Regions from separate parts of the Zea mays genome. Here region 1 is linked to region 2. Evidence: chromatin contacts called from public Hi-C data. All regions are on one chromosome and are shown on one strand. Each heading gives the region's core, a stretch centred on a gene start, on an enhancer-like site or on the middle of the called end of the contact. The rest is flanking DNA. Distances are from core to core; before and after follow the strand shown.

What was found. Hi-C and Micro-C count contacts between places; a contact is called where the count stands out from the background.
Region 1: a Hi-C map of root tip shows a contact between it and region 2, with 4 times the contacts expected there. The contact joins the promoter of LOC100281744 here to the promoter of LOC100273699 in region 2. A contact is called at or near these places in 5 of 25 Hi-C or Micro-C datasets (bundle sheath, ear, leaf and 2 more).

The regions. Positions count from the first base shown.
Region 1 is chr1:43,619,043-43,624,312 of Zm-B73-REFERENCE-NAM-5.0, forward strand. It overlaps LOC100281744, which reads left to right and starts at 3,570. Exons shown (of 12, transcript NM_001351094.1): 1 at 3,570-4,024; 2 at 4,130-4,191; 3 at 4,300-4,392. The coding sequence starts at 3,754.
Region 2 is chr1:43,346,805-43,352,002 of Zm-B73-REFERENCE-NAM-5.0, forward strand. LOC100273699 reads left to right here and starts at 2,211. Exons shown (of 2, transcript NM_001148111.1): 1 at 2,211-3,643; 2 at 3,863-4,278. The coding sequence starts at 2,316. The coding sequence ends at 3,626. It overlaps LOC100278941, which reads left to right. Exons shown (of 9, transcript NM_001367126.1): 7 at 69-160; 8 at 273-333; 9 at 505-925. The coding sequence ends at 564.

The DNA.
Region 1 (5,270 bases), core at 2,320-4,819, 270 kb after region 2:
TAAAATTGATAGAAAGAGGACATCAGGGACTTGTCAGTTCTTGGGAAGATCCCTGGTGTCTTGGGCTTCAAAGAAACAAAATTATGTAGCTCTTTCTACCGCCGAAGCCGAGTACATTGTCGCATGCCATTGTTGCGCGTAATTGCTTTGGATGAGGCAAACCCTTAGGGATTATGGCTACAAATTAACCAACATTCCTCTCCTATGTGATAATGAGAGTGCAATCCGCATGGCAGATAATCCCGTTGAGCACAGCCGCACTAAGCACATAGCCATTCGGTATCACTTTTTGAGGGATCACCAACAAAGGGGGGTATCGAGATTGCTTATGTTAGCACCAAAGAACAATTAGCCGATATCTTTACCAAACCACTAGATGAGAAAACCTTTACCAAACTTAGGCATGAGCTAAACATTCTTGATTCTAGGAATTTTGATTGACACTTTGCACACATAGCTCATTTATATACCTTTGATCATATCTCTTTCATTTGCTATGACTAATGTGTTTTTTAATTGTATTTCATGCTAAGTCATAGATTGAAAGGGAAATGGAGTCTTCGGTGAAAACAAGGCTTCCACTCCACTCCATCGTATTGCTAAGGCTTTCATTCGCCCTCAATCCCCCAATGATCCCTGGTCACCAAATCAGCCATAATAGGGAAAGGCACCGGGTACTCGGGAGCTGGATACCCGTATCCGCTCGTGAGTTCTAGGTACTTACCCAGTATTGGACGTCCCATATATGTCATGTATCTGGTGAACTTTTATCCAGGTTGTACTCGTATCTGTCTCGAATGGGAAAAATACCTAAATCCGTATAAAAAATCGTCCCAAATTAATACTCATATCCGATACCCGACCCGGGTACCCATTGCGTTTTCACCCATATCTCTATTAGTAGAGCAACAACTTCAGTGGTCGCCTGGTCACTTGGTGTCTCTTCCCAACTGGGCAACTTGGTGTTAGGATGTTTTCCTCACCGGGCTAGCAGAGAATTGTCGTGATTACCAATGGTAAACCACTTGGCATGCCACCCTCTTTGTATTTGTTACCACAAATCTTAGATTTGCTACATTAGCTCAAGTTTACGAGACGAATGGTTCTTAGATTGTTTTAGGCTTTCGTAGATGTTTCCTTAGAAGAAACACGTGCCAAGACTAACTTTGATAGGGAATTCAAGGGATAAGTCTACACTTGCTGGTATTGAGCGATCCATGTCGCTTATTCTACATTTGGTGCGACTTCCGTCTTCTTGTCTTCTTTGGTGACGATGATTGTCTTCAACGGGGTTTGATCTTATTGTCAAGACAGTGTAATAGTTGTGTGCTTTATAATAATAAAAGTTACTGAGCCTTTCATAAAAGGAAGTTGTTCTTGTGAGCTTCTCTGTTATCACCGGATCAAGCATTGGCATGATTGGCAACGAAGATGAAGAACTTATCAACGATTCCTTAAGAGCTAGATGTGTTTGATAGAGATGACTTTAATTACTATATAAAAATTTGTTGTCATGTTATCTTAATAAGAGGTTTTGACTCATATTTGTATTAGGAGGTTGCAATCCTTACTATATAAAGAAGAAGTTTCATCGTGCGTCGCCCCCTCCCACGTATAGCTAGCGTCGCCAACGTTTCTCATGTGACAGCGAAGAACACTCACCTCTAACCAGTGCAACTCATTTTGTTTTTTACAACGAAACCATATATCATATATAGAACTGTAGCGATGCACGAGCAACTAACTAGAATAAATATATGTTGGTTACTATTACATATTGGATTTGTTTTTTGAGCTATATAAATTAAAAACTAGTTAAATTACTATATATGCAATAAATTTTAAGTATAGAGGAGCTCTTAACTTACACGAGAGATGTGTTACTAAAGTTATGGATGAAAACAATTTCGTAGTTTTTCGGTATTCTGCAAACTAATTTTAGTTTTTTTATTGGATTCCCCGGTAACGATGTTGTTTAATAAAAAAATCGATTTACAAAATTTTCTATCGAAATCAACGTGATATTTTACCGACCATTTACTTCAGTTACCGATTTTTTATGGAAATTACAGGATTTGTGTCTCAGAATTTTCCAAAATTGTGTCTTAGAATTTTTCAGAAGGCAAGCAACTCGGGCACAGCCCATAGGCGGACCAACCAGGTCCTCCTCCTCCTAAAGGTGATTTGTCGCACCGCATGTACGTCTCTATAGCCGGATTACTTCTTTTTGTATTTTTTGGACGCGTTAAGAATTTTTAGGGATAGATGGTGGAGGCAGTTGGAATAGGTGATTTGGTATATCGAACGAATCCACCCTTTTTTATGTAGATGTTATGTATTAGTAATATACTACTATATAGTCTATGTTAACGCTACGATCTTAGGGAGGAGAGGGGTCGACGGCGGGGGCAACAACAGCGCGAGTGAGGGGAGGGGGATGGAGTCATGGAGAGGCTAGGGGCGCCAAGATTGTGAGAGAATGAGAAGGAGAGGGATGGTAGAGGATCCAAAGAATGTTGTTCACTAGATTTGAGCGTGTGAGACTATCTTCAGCAGCTTACCCATCTCATATCCATATTCAAACTCCACCCTATAAATAGTGTAGTCTAGAGTGTAAAACAATGTAAAACAGTGTTTTGGATGACCATATGGGGTAAACTGCTGGAAACAATCTAAGGGAGAGAGGGTTATCCAGCGATCTGAACCATTGGTTTTGATGATATGTGTTAAGTCTAGTGCAATTTGTTTGGTGAATTTAGTGGAGGTTATGAGTGCAAGGGTGATTTGGTTGGGTGGGGTTTTCAAAGTTTAAATTGGTGGTTTATATAGTGATATAGATAATGATAGAGAGCCGATAGCCTGCCTTTTTTAGACACTAGATTTTAGGGTTTTCCTCTGAGGATACGACATATAACTCTTTATTTGAGAAAAAATATTTTATGCGAAAATATGCCATGTCAGCTGGAGCGAGTGGATATTATGAATTGTGAAGTTTGTGAACTTACCAACTTATAAACTTTGAGTCTGTGAACTTGTGATCTCTATGAACCGAACTTGTTATACTATTAACTTGCGATCTTTGTGAATTTATTATATTATGAATTTGTGATCTTTGTGAATTTGTTATATTGCGAATGGAGAACTTGTGGTCTTTATGATCTTTGTAAACTTCTTTGTATTGTGAACTTGTTATACTGAGATATTTTCATATTGGTATCTTTTCCGATTGTATTTTAGATTTCGATTGTTACTGGTATATTTTTCGTACCGAACTTTCGTTTTCGATGTTTCCGAAATACCAATATTGTTTTCTGTAGTAATCATTTTCGATTTCATGTTCTATAAAAAAATATAAAAACGGTATTGGTACTGTTTAGACCGTGTCCATCAATTCATCCATATGATTATTTAAAATATTGTTTTATACTGTTTTGTACTGTAGACTGTATTATTCGTAGAGTAAAATTTAAATATAGATACGAGGATGTGTAAGCTAGTATACACCTCCATCATATGGTATAAATTAAACCACGACATCCTCAAGCAAGGGCGAGCCTGAATTTGTTGTGCTGGGCTAGACAGACCGGCTCATGTTGGCAAAATATTCTGGGCCGTATCATGTTGGCAAAAATATACTGACTCCGGTCCGCAACTCCGGATGTGTCGGCGACCAGGCAAAGCTCCGTGTCCTCTCGTCTCGTGTGACTGACGACCAGGTGGGAGGGCCATAAGGCCTTTAGCGCGGCGGCGGCAATGGCGCCCACGGCCTGCCTCCGGACCCCCTTCTTCCCCGCCCGTGCCCGATCCACCAACGCCACCCCGTTCTCGCCACACCGCCGCTTTTCTCTCAAATGCAGCGCCTCCAACGGTGACAACTCCAACCCCAACTCCATCTCCATCTCTCCCACCTCGCCGCCTCGGCTAACGGTGTCGGACGGCGTCGAGTCTGTGGACGTTAACGGGTTGCGTCGCCCGCCAGCGCCCGCCTCCGTCCCCGCCGCCCGCGATCCCCACTGGCTGCCTCGTAAGTCGCGCGGACGCGACGGTCCTTGCGTTTGCTAATCTCGGGTTTGATTAATCAAACGGTGCTAATCTGTGATCTGCGTGTTTTTTTTTTGGCTGTGTTTAGGTCCGCTCACAAGTGCGGACGTCATGGAGGTGGACGGGAAGGGGCTCAAGGTTGCTTACCAGGTAGGTGCTCGACGAAACGCGTCTCACGGGTGCTGTTTCAATTTCCTTAGGACTGTGCTTGTGTGTTTCAGATAATTTAAGGGAGTTTGGTTATGGTGTTAAACTTAGGGTTGTGCTGGAGCGTACAGCGAAGCAGCAGCAAAGAAGGCGTACCCGAATTGTGAGACTGTGCCCTGTGAGCACTTCGACACTGCATTTCAGGTAACAAAGGGTGTTGCCTGTTCAGCACATCCTAGTTACTTTACTTGACTCATGTTGCGATTTTGGTAGGATACCAGATTGCAAGTGGTTAAATGTTGTCTTACGAAACCTATTGAGAAGTACCAAGGCTGAATTGCAGTGGCGTACCTAGGATTTTAGTGACGGGTGGTCTAACTAGATTTTTTTGACTATATAAATGCAACACATCGGTTTCTAAATAAAAAAATTACCAAATACAATATAATCAAATAAAAAGGTCTTATAATCATCTAACATATTAAAAATAAAAGTATAACAATTATACCTTACATACTAATGATGATAGTTTAAGAAAAAATATAATTCTACTTTTTTTGTTGGACCTACACCTCTTAATAGCCATGAAAGTATTTATGATATCATCTTCACCCACTTATAAGAAAATATATCGTTCGACAAAAAATGACGAGACAATCATCAAAAGACTATCTCCATCTTATTTCTTAATTTATTCTTGACAAGTATTATTGCAGAAAATACTCTATCAACACGTGTTGTTGCGACGGGTACAAACAATACTCGTTTGACGGGGATAGTGACAACAGGCTAATTAGCTTTGTCGGTTGGAGCCTTTACAAACGTGAAACGTCAAGTCGTACTTGTACCTGCTGCCTGCTAGACTGCAGCTTGCCGCCAGGGTTGCTCACAGTTGCGTCACAGAGATGCCTACAGCCTATGGCCACGTCCGCTGCCCCGTCTGCAGTAAATTTGTTGAAGTGTCGCTCCATCCGATTGTCCCAATTGTAGACTTGTATGGACTTTGGTTGTACTGAGCGCATGGTGGTCCGTGGCCCACAAGGACCACCATGTAGCTCCGCCACTGCTGAATTGGACTGGCT
Region 2 (5,198 bases), core at 961-3,460:
GCATGCTGTGTAGTTTATGTTCCCCAACCCCAACGTATACATAAACGGTTCTTTCCATCATTTCATAGGCTGGCCTCAAGATAATACAGTTGTACAGGGAAGGATACAGGCAGGACTGGGAATTGTCATTCGAGAAGAACACCAGGACAAAAGGCGGATGGTATGTTTGCCTTCTGGCTTCGCCTTTTTGCTGTTGTAAACCCGAAATTCGAGTTGGCTGTTAGAGTTTTTGCAATTGTCTTTATAGCATTGATACATTGCATTTTCTCTAGGTATCAAGGGGGGTTAATTGTTGCAGGTCCAGGTATCGATAACATCCTGTACATCCACAAGGTCAGTGCCCCTTTTACGAAAACTTTGTACCGCTTGTTCTGATTATAAAGTACGTATATATAATCAATAGGGGCAAACCCCTTCTGTTCTCCCCATGAAAAAAGAATACTATCATACTATGACACTGTCACACTGAATGCAACTTCTCTTTTCTGGTATCTCTTTTAACAGGACAAAGAAGCCGGAGATGATCCTGACATGCAGGATGTGTTGAGAGCTTGCTGTTCCTAGAAAATCAGTGTGCCCCACGACCACACAGTCACTCTATATCTCGTTGTAAAAGTCAGGTTGTAATCAGCCCTCAATCTTCAGCGATCCTGTTCAGGATGCATGGGCTCTCTTTTTTCGTAACATACGACGCACGGGGAACCTTACGTTTATGTTTTGGTAGCAAGGGGGAAAGGATTGTAAGGGCTAGAATCCCCTTGCTATTTAATTCTGAGTAACAAGAGGATTTTAGCCCCTCAAATTCCTTTTATTTTTCTTGCTCCCAAACAAGCTCGTGCGTGTACATAACATATGTATGGTTCTGTATAGAAATCGATGAAGTTCTGAGTATCTGCTAGGAATAATATATAGGACGTACGAGACTCGTTGTTGTTGATGTTCTGCGAGACTCGTTGATGTTCTGTGTGTGTATACATGAGCATGTAGCCCGAGGCTCTTTTTTTTGCCCGACTGGGTTCGTGCCTGGGCCGGACCGCCACAATAAACGAGGCCATGCTTGGGCTATCCATAGTGCTTGCTGCGCGACCCGGCCCGCCAGAAAACAGCAGGCACGGGGCCGCCTCGGTGTCGGGGTGCAGGGCATAAGGCACACACGACATCCCCCTTCCCCTCGTCTCATCCCAGTGTCCCACTCCCACACGGCTTCTCCTGCTCCTCTCCCCACTCGATTCGTTTGTTCGTGGTCTGCCCGTCGCGCCGTCTTTGCCTCGCTGTTGTTGTCGCCACCATCGAAATTTCATCACCGGCGACATCGGCGGGTCTCCTACACTCCTTTTGTGCGGCTTGCCCCTCTCTGGCTCTCCCTCGGTCCCTCCCTAATCCAGAAATCCCTAACCCAAATCTCGTCGTCGTCGGTTATCGGCTCGTCAAGCGTCGTTGTGCACTAGATCCTTGTCTCCGGCTTTGAGCTCCGGCTAGGCAGGTACGTCCCTCTTCGGCTCTCCCTCTCCAATCGGCAATCCCTAACCCTAATCTCCTCTTCGCTGCTTGCTTGTGGGCTTTGGTAGGTCATCGGCCGACTACGTCGTGGTCGTGCTAGTGCCGCCAAGGCCGTTGAGGTACGGAGCCGAGAAGGGGGGCTACGTCGTGAATTCTGATCTAATTTGATATCACCCTTTGGCTTGTAATAAATTTGAACATTTGAATTATAAACTGAGTTGGTCGTACTTTTTTCCTTTCTAGGGTTTCTCACGAGGTATGAGTTTTACCTATAAAGGTTTTTAACGAGACAACATTGCATTAACAACTCAAATTTTGTGTATATTTTGTTCAAATTGTGTTGGATGTTGAAATTGTGCATGTTTTTGTTCAAATTGTGTTTTCGTGCTAGCTCGACACTCTATTTGGCTAGGGCTTTTCGGGCTGGCTTGACCCGAAAAAATGGTTCAAAGGGATGTGCCCACGCATGATTGTGCATGCTTGGCCCGATAGACCCGTGGGCCTGGTCATGTCGTGCCTTGGCATGAGCCCAGGTCGTATCGTGCCGAGCATGACTAGTTTGCTCATCTATAGTTTTGTGTCATTGCGGCCTTGAGCCCATAAGCTATTCGGCCCATTAGCTTAGCCCAGCCGAGACGCCGCGCGCGGCACAGCCCTCCTCCGGTACTCGGTCAGTCGGTCCTCCACACTCCTCACCAGTCACCACCAGACCAAATCGCAGCCGCGCTCGAGCTAAGCCCCGCCGCCGACGCCGTCATCTGCGCCCCAGAACCCCGTATTTCCCTCCGCCGCCTTCCGATCTCTCGCTCCTCCCCATGTCGGAGAAAAAGCGCCGCGCCGGTGCGAGCGCGGCCGGCGCCGCATCCAGCTCCAAGAAGCCGCGTGCTTCCTCGGCCGCGTCGTACGCCGAGTCCCTCCGCTCGAAGCTCCGCCCCGACGCCTCCATCCTGGCCACCCTCCGCTCCCTCGCTTCTGCCTCCGCTTCCAAATCCAAGGCCGCCGCCAGGTCCCTCGCGGACCACGACCCGTGCGCGGACCCCGCCTCCTCGTACATCGTGGTGGCCGACCAGGACTCCACCTCCGTCACCTCCCGCATCAACCGCCTCGTCCTTGCCGCCGCGCGCAGCATCCTCTCCGGCCGGGGCTTCTCCTTCGCGGTGCCCTCGCGCGCCGCCTCCAACCAGGTCTACCTCCCGGACCTCGACCGCATCGTGCTCGTCCGCCGCGAGTCCGCGCGCCCCTTCGCCAACGTCGCCACCGCGCGCAAGGCCACCATCACGGCGCGAGTCCTCTCCCTCGTCCACGCCGTCCTCGGCAGGGGCATCCACGTCACCAAGCGTGACCTCTTCTACACCGACGTCAAGCTCTTCGGCGACCAGACCCAGTCTGACGCCGTCCTCGACGACGTCTCCTGCATGCTCGGATGCACCAGGTCCTCGCTCCACGTCGTCGCCTCCGAGAAGGGCGTCGTCGTCGGCCGCCTCGTCTTCGCCGACGACGGGGACCGGATCGACTGCACGCGCATGGGCGTCGGCGGCAAGGCCATTCCGCCCAACGTCGACAGGGTCTCGGGCATCGAGAGCGACGCGCTCTTCATCCTCCTGGTGGAGAAGGACGCTGCATTCATGCGACTCGCCGAGGACAGGTTCTACAACCGCTTCCCCTGCATCATTCTGACGGCCAAGGGGCAGCCAGATGTCGCCACCCGGCTGTTCCTGCGGAGGCTCAAGGTTGAGCTGAAGCTGCCAGTGCTCGCGCTGGTGGATTCCGATCCATACGGGCTCAAGATCTTGTCGGTGTACATGTGTGGTTCCAAGAACATGTCGTATGACAGTGCCAATCTGACGACGCCGGACATCAAGTGGCTCGGTGTCCGGCCGAGCGACCTGGACAAGTACAGAGTGCCGGAGCAGTGCCGTCTCCCCATGACCGATCACGATATCAAGGTGGGGAAAGAGCTGCTCGAGGAGGACTTCGTGAAGCAGAATGAGGGCTGGGTGAAGGAGCTGGAGACGATGCTTCGCACCAAGCAAAAGGCTGAGATACAGGCCCTCAGTTCCTTCGGGTTCCAGTACCTCACTGAGGTCTACCTGCCTCTTAAGTTGCAGGAGCAGGATTGGATTTGAGAACTCTCCAATGCTAGGTACGAGATCTTTGGTCTTGTTCGCGTCACTTTGTTCATTGCTGCCCACGCTCGGCTTGATATGGTTATTAGTGCATTTCACCAAGTACACAGCACAACACAACACTTAGGCACCTTTCCTCATGAGTGAATTAGCAACACAGAGATCCAGATTGTTCAGTCAAATGTATCAGTTAACCAAGACTGTCATTATACCTGATATTGTGTTTGTACATGCAGATATCAGTAATTTCCCTAGCCAAGATAATGCCCTCCTCCGCTCAGTATTTTCAAGGACCAAATTGGCATGAATGAAGACTTCGCTATCTAGTTAATCACATGTATTTTTGAACACCAGCTGTTGTATTATTTATTTCTGCTGGAGAACTGTTCTGTGGAAAACATTGCTGCCAGATATGTGCTGGAATTTGATACATAACACAGGTGATTTAAATTGGTTCGGCCTCTTATCTGGTCGAACTTTGGTTGTTCTGTGTCCTATATTTCTGTAGGGCTTATTAGTTCCGTGTTTGACATGGAAATGGGATAACCCGGATTGAATGAAAATGTACTGGAAATTGATATATAGCAGTATGAAAATCCATGCATGATGTCTTTAGAAACATGACAATTAAATTCAATTACCCTGTTTTCATATGTACACCCAATCCTAGAATAACTGTACCAATTTATTGTATAGTAAATGGACCAAAAGGCTATTGTAAGAAAATGTCACACTGCAATCCTTGCGGCTTTCTTCTTCAACCAATGGTTCAGTGAGTTAATAGGGATTTTTATCATTCCCTGTGGTCTCCTAGTGAATTCTTTGGATATTTGCTCTAAATTACCTCTAGATTTTGTTGGTGCTTTGGATTTTGATGAAACAGGAGGGCGGCTTCCAGGTTCAATCAAAACTAATTTCAACTTCAGCTCTTGCCTGCACGACATCAACTGCACTAGTTTCAGTAATTATTGCCTGCACGATGTCAACTGCAGTAGTTTCAGCTTCAGCTCTTGATGTCTTCTCATGATCCGTGATGATAATACGAAGTGGCAGCTCAACATGACCTAGGAGGTATTGCTCTTTGATCTTCCGAAGAACAGATAGAACAATTCGAGCTTCAACCTGCAGAATACATGGTATTATGGATTACGGTAAGCACAAAAAACATAGTGATGGTTTCTGTAAATATCGCTATTCAAAATCAGTCATTATGTTCATGTAGCAGATCATCTGCATATCATATAGCTTGAATTAGTTGGATGTCATTTATTACCTTTTGGAAGGCCACAAACATCGACAATTTGGTTCTGATCAGCATCTTTTTGCAAGACTTACGACTTTCTCAAGAAACAGGTTGAAAGATTCTTTCCTGTTAGGTTGTAGATCCAAATTGTAAAAATCTTGATTATCACTGCCATTAGACAACTCGTCACGCAATTCCACTATTAAAATTCCTTGAGATAATGATCATTTGTCTGATACCTGGAGTGGGAAATCTTTTAAAATTCAAAAACAAAGGGAAATCCTAGTCATTCTCACAATGTCAGTCTATCAGAAAATAGGCTGTCAGTA